Regions from separate parts of the Sus scrofa genome. Here region 2 is linked to region 1. A link is a contact called in public HiChIP or PLAC-seq data. All regions are on one chromosome and are shown on one strand. The core of a region is the stretch at or near the end of the contact, and the rest is flanking DNA. Distances in the headings are between cores, read along the strand shown.

Evidence for each region. HiChIP or PLAC-seq counts read pairs in DNA pulled down with a chosen protein or histone mark.
Region 2: a contact with region 1 is called in an H3K27ac HiChIP or PLAC-seq map of skeletal muscle. The contact joins two enhancer-like sites. A contact is called at or near these places in 1 of 47 Hi-C or Micro-C datasets (embryonic fibroblasts) and 1 of 2 datasets of contacts at active chromatin or transcription factors (skeletal muscle).

What each region holds. Positions count from the first base shown.
Region 1 is chr6:96,396,203-96,400,791 of Sscrofa11.1, forward strand. No RefSeq gene overlaps it. Among named protein-coding and RNA genes, the nearest start is that of FAM210A, 35 kb to the left of the region's middle. Within about 2 kb of position 2,034, at least 5 of the 83 cell types and tissues checked have an H3K27ac peak or open chromatin away from gene starts, as enhancers often do. A contact at or near this core is called in skeletal muscle, where this site is marked.
Region 2 is chr6:96,709,140-96,713,728 of Sscrofa11.1, forward strand. The region is part of intron 8 of CEP192 (centrosomal protein of 192 kDa); the gene reads right to left. Among named protein-coding and RNA genes, the nearest start is that of CEP192, 22 kb to the right of the region's middle. Within about 2 kb of position 2,347, at least 3 of the 83 cell types and tissues checked have an H3K27ac peak or open chromatin away from gene starts, as enhancers often do. A contact at or near this core is called in skeletal muscle, where this site is marked.

The DNA of each region.
Region 1 (4,589 bases), core at 784-3,283:
AACCTTTCTTCCTTCTTTCCTTCCTTCTCCCTCCCCCCTTCCCTCTCTCCAGCTCTTTCTGCTTTAGATTTTGACCAATGCAAATGTTAGAGAACTCTCTGAAGTGCAAAACAAAAAAGGCAAGTTTGTGTGCAGAGCAGGCCTGGCTGTCCCACACTGGCCAGAGCGTGCTTCCTCTCTCTGTCCCTCTTCAGTAAGAGCGGGACAGAAAGCTTGCAGGTGTTTCCTGACCTTCTAATCAGATCCTCAGTGAAAGGCAGCCTTTTATCCCGTGTGGATAATTTCACAAGGTTACTCTTAAGTATAAGGTATATGAAATATATCTAATATCATCTGTATGAAACCTACCTAATATAATCTAATTGGGGTAAGCCAGTGGGATGTTTTAACCCCTTAAAACTAGGGTTTTTTTGGTTTTTTTTTTTTTTAAGGAAAAGAACTTAGAGGATTTCCTGTATATACACAAATATTTAATCTGTTACCTTGTAATGCACCTCTAAGTACAAGATTTGAGATGCTACAAGGATTTGAAGCACATTTTTACTAGTTTGTCTTTTGTTGCATTTGAGTTGGTATTTTCTTTGGACATGTGGTGACTTGGTGGTTAGTGCTTTACTTCCCTAAGAATGGTGGCTACTTGTGTTCTCTCTGAGCATGCGCCCCTGAAAGGTGGGACTGTGAGGTCCTCAGACACCAACCGCCGTGTCCTCCCCTTGCATCCCCTCCCCTCAAGCTTGGTCTGGAGATGGTGGCACAGGGTGGGATTGCCATGGTGCTCTGCCGTCATTTTCTTTTTATTCTCCTGCTAGAGATGATGGAAGAACTATCAAACACTTGTCTACAAAATCTAGTCAATTTTTGTTGAGAAATCCAGGCCATTTAGTAATAACTGCATTATTTTGGAAGCATTTTAGATAAGAGTTTTCAGAGTCATAAACCCGAGGCTTACAGAGAACTTATATAGAATTTTGTCTCTAGTGGGTCACTTTAGAATATTTCAGCTGAGGAAGGGCGAGCAGGAGAGCTGAACCTGACATTTGGATCCCAGCTGCTGGTTTAGCACTTTTCCAGTCATGCCAGGAACTAAGGTGAAGTCCTTGCTTTGGACCTTTATGATCACAGAAAAGGGGCATTCTTTCCTGCCTGTGCTTCTGCTTCCTTCGTCCCACAGCCTGACAGCTGGGGAACGTTTGCTGAAGCCCTGTCACTGTCCAGCTTGACTTGGCAGCACAGGGTTATTAGCTATTTTCAGACACCCACATCCATACTTGAGAGCAGGTATCCAAACTGGTGATTAGACCTAGTTTTTAGGCATCAAAACATGTTTAATATTTCATTGTCCAAGAGGATTTGATCTCAGGAAATACCCCATTCCTCCTTGGTTAAAAAATAGTGTGTTTGCTTTTCCTACTGCTTTTCTGTTGAGGGGCTCAGCAGTGGCCTCAGCATCTGAGCCTGTATTTGTGACACTCGAGCAGCTCCGATTGGAATTTTCCACTTTGGGACAATCACCAGAATGTCGAGGCATCAGAAGCTGGCATTGGTGGCAACTTTTAGCACCAAGTGCACAGTGTGCCCCTGATTAAGAACCATTAGGCTGCGTCCCCAGGAGCGGAGGTTGACGTAACAGGAGATTGACAGTGAGGCAAGCCCACTTGCTCCTGGGCAGATCGGGTTAGTAAGAGGGTTCACATGTGGCATGGGGGCCAGGACAGTCTCAGATTAGGAACAGCTCCCCTGCCCCTCACAGAAAGGAAGCCAGAGGAGGACAAAATGGGGGCCAAGGCGGGAAATTATTTTAACTATTATCCCTTAGGATTGTCACAGTTTATTACTAAGACTGTAAGAATACCCCCCCAACACACAGAACATTTAACTACAAAGACTATACACACTTAGAGTAATGAGAAACAAAGCAGATATATTTTACATAACCTGTGGGGAGGAGGTCCTGGGCCCGGGGCCACCGTCTCCATTGTGGCAGGGCTGCCCCAGCTCCTGAGGCCAGAACTGCTGCAGCGGGAAGAGTGGCAGCCGCACCTGTCACCACTGAGGGCGTAGAGCCAGTGTCATGGCAGTGCTTGCTCCCAGCCCACAGGGACTGGGCTTGTTTAGCAAGGAAGGCTGCAATAGTAGCTCCCTGTGCTGGGGCTGTGCGTGGCAGGACACCCTCCAGCCTTCCCGCCAGTGCCCTGTTGTCCACGTGACATGTAGCAATGGAGCTGATACTTGAGCCCCCCAGTCTGTAAGCTCCAAAGCCTGTGCCGCCCTTGACCAGTAAGCAGGAAATCTCACAGAAGTGGGACCTCAGGCTCCCACACAAAAGCTGGGGCTGGACCCAGCCTGGCTTGGGGCCCGAGAGCAGGCCAAGGGGTGGGTGTCTGGCCTACCATTTGCGAGATCAGAGTCTGCACTGTGGTGTAAAGCTGCTTACTCCAGATCCTTACAGCACTACCAGGGTACACACGAAATTCGACTGGCCTCCCAACACATTACATCACAGAGGAGCAGCTGTACACAGGTGTGCATAAATACATATACTGCTTCCTGGTAGGGCCTTTGAAAGTCTATTTCAGTTACCACTGTGTTCAAATGACTGGAACTGTAGCTTTTGCTCTTCCGATTTTCAAAAGTTTGTGTATGGGAGCTCCCCTTGTGGCATGGGGGGTTACGAACACGACTAGTATCCATGTGGATTCGGGTTCAGTCCCTGGCCTTAGATTCTGTCCTTGCCGTGAGCTGTGGTGTAGGCCATCAGCTGCAGCTCTGATTCAACCCCTAGCCTAGAAACTTCCATATGCCACATGTGTGGCCCTAAAAAGCAAAAAAGAAAAGTGAGCCTATAAAAATGAATGAGGTTTGCATTAGGGCAAAAGCCCAAAGTCTGGACAGAAACATGACATCAAAACAATGAACTTTCCAAATGTAAAGTTTGGGGGGTTTTTTTTGTTTGTGTGTTTGTTTGTTTTTACTATTGGGCTCTTCTAAAACATGCATTTTAATTAGAATCCATTCAAAGCAAAACATCGAAACTGTAATGATGGAGTTCCTGTCATGGCTCAGTGGTTAACGTATCTGACTAGGAACCATAAGGTTGTGGGTTCGATCCCTGGCCTTGCTCAGTGGGTTAAGGATCCGGCATTGCCATGAGCTGTGGTGTAGGTTGCAGACGCAGCTCAGATCCCGAGTTGCTATGGCTCTGGCGTAGGCCGGGGGCTACAGCTCCGATTCGACCCCTAGCCTGGGAGTTTCCATATGCTGCGGAAGCGGCCCTAGAAAAGGCAAAAAGACAAAAACAAAAAACAAAAAACAGTGTAATGACAGAAATCTGATTATGATGTTTTAAGTAACAGGCTGATTATAAATTCAGGTGTTGTATAGAGAGTCAAAGTGTTTATTCCAAGGCCACTATGAGTGGATCTCTGAAAGGTTCTGGAGGTTTCTTTTACGCACACCTTGTTTTTCTACATGTCCCTTTGATGGCTTGAAGAGGGCTGCCTGAGCGCTTCCTTGTCCATCTGCTTAGCAGTTGGTAGCTCTGCTCTTTCACAGACAAGCCAGAAAACAGAAGTCAGTCCAAAAAAGAGTGGCAGGGTCTGGGGTCCAGGGAGGCCCCAAAGTGCAGTGGGAGCTCCTCAAATACCAGGCTGTGGAGAGGGCTCTGGGGCTGTTCTGTCCTATGCAGAGTGTGGCCTGTGTGGAGGATGTGGGTCTGGACACCTCCCTGGCTGGCAGTGCCTGGGCTCTCGAGGCTCATGCCAGGCTCCTTGATCCCCGTCACTTCAGCTCCAGCCTGATGGACAGCTCCCTGGGTCATCAGCAGCCTCCGGAGACTGCCCAGCACACACAGCCAGGGCACAGGACGGGGTCCCACAGGCCTCATCAATGGAGACATCCCACCTCCTGTCATCTCTCAGTGCCATGCTGAGCCCCGCTGCCCAGGGTGGATACCAGTGGGACCACTGACCGTCTCCTGCTGCCTCCTCCAGGACAGCTCCAGGTAACCTCCCTGCACCCAGACCTTCAACCTCATGTGGACTCCTCAGTGTTTACTGAGCCCAGTCAGGGAGGAATCTCCCCTCCTGTGTGGAACTTTCTCTGTGAGGAAGGCTTATACCCATCTTACCTTCACTGCGGGATGGAAGTTTGGGGAATATTCTGTCATACTTCTCAAATATCTGCTGAATAAGAGATTATAGAATTTATCCCAGAGCATAGTGTGATTTATCAGTGACTATTTGCTGCTTTAAGGGAGAGAAATCCTTTTTTTTATAGCCATTTTCTTCTTCATAGCTTACTAATCCCCTTTCCGAAACAATCTTTAAAAAAATCAAATAAGTGTTATAACTCATAGAGTTAAAACTCATGAGAGTTTTGGGTCCATACAGTTATTTAAATGAACTTTAAGGTTTTACTTTAAGGTTCCTTACATATAGAAATTCAAAAGTAGGAGTTCTGTTGTCGTGCATTGGAAACGAATCTGACTAGGAACCACGAGGTTGTGGGTTTGATCCCTGGCCTCGCTCAGTGGGTTAATGATCTGGTGTAGCCGTGAGCTGTGGTGTGGGTTGCAGGCGCAGCTCGGATCT
Region 2 (4,589 bases), core at 1,097-3,596, 310 kb after region 1:
CTCTACCTTTCTCCGTGAGATGTCACATCCCTTCCAAACCCTGCTGGCTCCAATAAATCAATGTAATGCCTACTGTACTGCTCAACCTTTACTATGAAGCTGAATCCTCATTACCCCCTTGTAAATTCTGTAAATGCCTTCTTCCATCAGAGTGAATGTATACAAACTACCTCCTTTTACATATCTCTGATTATTTGACTCAGTATCTTATACAAGATGCCCAATATTCACTGAATTGAAGAGTCTGTGTCAACTCATTCTACCATCCTATCCCAGGTGCCTCTATGATTGGAAATCTCAAAGACCTGGAATCCTAATCCTGAGCTAGATCCCAGCTTAAAGTGAGATCCTTGTTACTATGAAACTAGACAAGTCCACTAGTCTTAAACATATTCTTTAACAGAATGAAGACCTTTGAAAATTATTTAGAAAGAGCTTTTTTCTTACATTGGAATGCTAAGATAACTCTACATACAAAACATTTAAATTACTAGACATACAAAACTCACATGTTCCTTAAAATGTATCTTAGAAGCTATTTATCCTTTGCTCAAGGGTTATGACACTGATAGGAAAGAGTCTTTGAAAATTAGGTTAGGGAGTTCCCGTCGTGGTGCAGTGGTTAATAAATCCAACTAGGAACCATGAGGTTGTGGGTTTGATCCCTGGCCTTGCTCAGTGGGTTAAGGATCCGGCGTTGCCGCGAGCTGTGGTGTGGGTCGCGGACGTGGCTCGGATCCCGTGTTGCTGTGGCTGTGGCGTAGGCTTGCGGCTACAGCTCCAATTCGACCCCTAGCCTGGGAATCTCCATATGCCACAGGAGCAGCCCTAGAAAAGGCGAAAAGGCAAAAAGACAAAAAAAAAAAGAAAGAAAAGAAAAGAAAATTGGGTTATAAGTTATAATATACATTTACAACTATATCTATGTGTGATTAGCTTACAGACATGCTGTTCCAATTACATCTTTCTCTAGCCATGAGAATTCCTGAGAAAACTGAAATATTACTAGTCCCACAGTTTTAATCATTTTATCAGTCATTGTCAAGTATATTCTGATTTCAGATTTTAAAATATCATTTTAGGGGAGTTCCTGTGATGGCTCAGCAGAAACAAATCTGACTAGGAACCATGAGGTTGTGGGTTCCATCCCTGGCCTTGTTCCGTGGCTTAAGGATCTGGCGTTGCCATGAGCTGTGGTACAGGTCATAGATGTGGCTCGGATCTGGCGTTGTGGTGGCTGTGGTGTAAGCCAGCAGCTATAGCTTCTATTGGACCCCTAGCCTGGGAACCTCCATATGCTGTGAATGAGGCCCTAAAAAGCAAAAAAATAAAATACCATTTTAGAATACAATCTAATGTATATTAGATTGAAAGCGGACATTTTTCAGTTCTAGATGTTAGTCTACATATAACTTTCTCCTTTCTAAATAAATGCCATGATTAGCCCTTAATTTGTTTGGATTTTTTGTTTGTTTTAGCAACGTGATATTTTAAGAAGATAAAAGCATTACCAACCATCAAATAGGATACATTCTATTTTTATAAGGCAACAGATTCATATCTTTAAAAATATATTTTATTAAAGAATCTACTTGGACAATAATTACAAAAGTTTTAAACAGTAATTCCAAGCAGTAAAAGAGGCAGTCTCCTTTAAAACAAAAAAAAAAAAAAAAGACCAAACAGTCCATATTAAGTTTTGCTGCTTTATACACAGGAATGATTTATTTTACAAACTAGTCATTTGCAACATTAGCCTGTAAAATTAAGAACATTTCTTAATATGTCTCAAAGGCAAAGTGAACTTTATAATGATCTTTGTAATGATATGCTTTCACATTAACCAGTATGACAAATCACAAGAAACTTAATACCGTGACAGTTCAAAATAAAATGTACAGAACAGGCATTCTGAAGCCAGCTACTGTGGCCGTCATGTGTACACCTCTCGTATTTCACCAAAGGTTCTGAAGTCAGCTACTGTGTGTTAACTCTCAGAGTCACTGTTGTGTGTACACATCTCATATTTCATCAAAGGTTATCAACCAACGAGGCAACTATTCCTTTGATGTGGAAGCACAAACACATTTAGGTTCCAAACACCATGTTCTGGTTGTAGTACATGCAAGACAGACCCTAAATTAGAAAAATCTTCTGAAAGAAAATGAAGAAAAACAAAAAGCCAAGAATGAAAGCATTTACAAGCACTTGAATAAGGCCTTTAAGTGTTAAATCAGTGTTTTAAACCCCTTCATTCTCAGGCAAGGGATTAAGAGGCCGAGAGAGAGATGGTCTGCGAGGGTGAGGATACTGGAGGCTGGCAGTGTCAGCAGCGCAAGAGTGCTCTACCAGAGGAGGAGGAGGAGGGAGCTGGGCATAGCTGGGCCGGCTCCATGCAGCCCGTGGGGAGTCCAGAGGGGGAAAGAAACACCTGAAACAGCGAAGACAGGAACAAAACACCAAAACAACAGAGAGAGAAAAAAAGAAAAAACAGAAGAAAAAGAGAAAAGGAGTAAATACAAAGAGAACCAAAGAGGAAAAAACACATGCTAGAAAAAAAAGCTTTAGTATATTCATGCCAAAACTAACAGAACATAACAGCAAAATCAAGACCCTTACTCAAATCAGGCTTGTTTAAGCAAGTATAGAAACTTGAAAAAAGAAATACAATCTGTTAAACTAAAAATGCTAAAAAAAAAAAAAAAAGAAAAAAAAGAAATTCTCAGTATGAATGTTACAAAAAGACGTTAATTTTATAATTTAAAACATTTCTTAATCTCTCAGAGACGCATTTGACCCTGCACTGTAATTTACAAATCAAGTAAGCTTTCTCTTTCAGCACCGCTTCATCTGTAGCAGCAGTAGCAGCAGCAGCACGTTTTTTAGTCAATACATGATACCCAGAAGCAATTCAGAGAGACGATCACAGAGTATAGCCAGCTATTGCAACGTGCTTTTGAAGAAACATGATCTTTGAACATACTTAACTGTTTTTCTTCAGAAATCTTAGGATAGTACAAAATTTTGATAAGTAAAAGGGCTCAAAAAATATGTCCTCTTAGTCTTCCGCCATTTTATGACTTACCCGTAATACTTAAGCAATTTTGCAAAAAAAGATTTCTAGCTTTGTCATCAGGAGACATGAACTAAATGAAGCAGCCAACAAAATCAAGAAGATCCTGGGGCATGGAATGTGGAGGTTACTGTCCATGCAGTTTTAGCTAAATTTTAACTGCTTCTTAAATAATGTGTCCAAATTCGACTTGAAGGAAAACTTAAGCCCCGGAATCACACCATAAAAATGTACAAGCACATATTAGAAATATCTTTAGTGAGTATGAATCAAGAACTTACAAAGGTGTTTTCATTTTACCACCAGATTATAAATGAAGCAATACCAAATGTTTAATTTGGCTACAAACTATACAGTCAAGTTACTTTCATTTCACTACACCTCTTAGTCTCACTAATATTTTTTAAATATTACAAAGAAATAACAGCTGTACTGATTATCATGTATAAACCAATTCTACAAAAGGTAAACAAATTAGCACTCAAAACAATCTTTATGAAAAATATTTATTCAGTCTTCAAATTAAAATTATAAAAATTCATTTTAGCTTACTGTTTTAGAAAATAAAAGTCATACACCTATAGATAATAATATTCTCCAAATGGAATAAAGTGATATTTTTCCCTCCTCCCAACAACTGAGGATGGTAACAATCCTTTAATTTTAAAACCCATGTTAGTTTCAGAAACATTTCAAAAAATTGTTTTGGTGACAATGTCTCAACAAAAAGCCTCTCCGTTTATATTTCAAAAGTTTCAAATAGTGTCAATAAACTGGCTAGTACAAAAAAAATGATATACACTGTATTTTTAAAGGCCTTTTGGATTGCGTTTAGTAGTAAGCAGGCTGCTGGTGTATCTTGGGAGAGGTCAAACGGCGCTGGGGAAGGGGAAAAGGAGCTCGCTTTCCATTCCTGTGTGCATGCAACAAGCAGCAAAACAGCAAAGTTACTCCAGTTAGCTGGTACTCAGCTGTGCTTTCTGTTAAAGGACATAATACAAATGGAGAAGGGAAAATGCATCACAGATCTAACGCACACGGTTATTGGCACAATAAGAACACAGATCAAGAGGTCAAAGCTCTTTACAAAAGAAAATATGCAGTACAGGCAGCACCCAAAACCCAGATTTTTAAAACACAATCAACACTAGTATCTTCTGCTTCGTGAAATAACCTTTATAATCTGCTATCTTCTACAGTAACCTGAAATGGTTTTCATGCAAATACTTATTAAAAAGTAGGACTTCTTTATAAAAATATAACAATATAAAACGAGTTGAGGACATTTTAAATACAATTCTCTTATGTACTTTATCACAACAGGACAACCACAGGACAGCTTGTTATAGCTGTGCTTTGATGTTTCCTGGACAGTATCCCCAATTACTCACAAAGTCAGAGTAAAATAACTTTACCTTACAAATTCACATTTGAAACTTGAATATGAAAACAAAAGGATGACTCTTTAGATGACATCGTTCTTTACTGAGAATCTAAAATACACTGAAAATTCTAA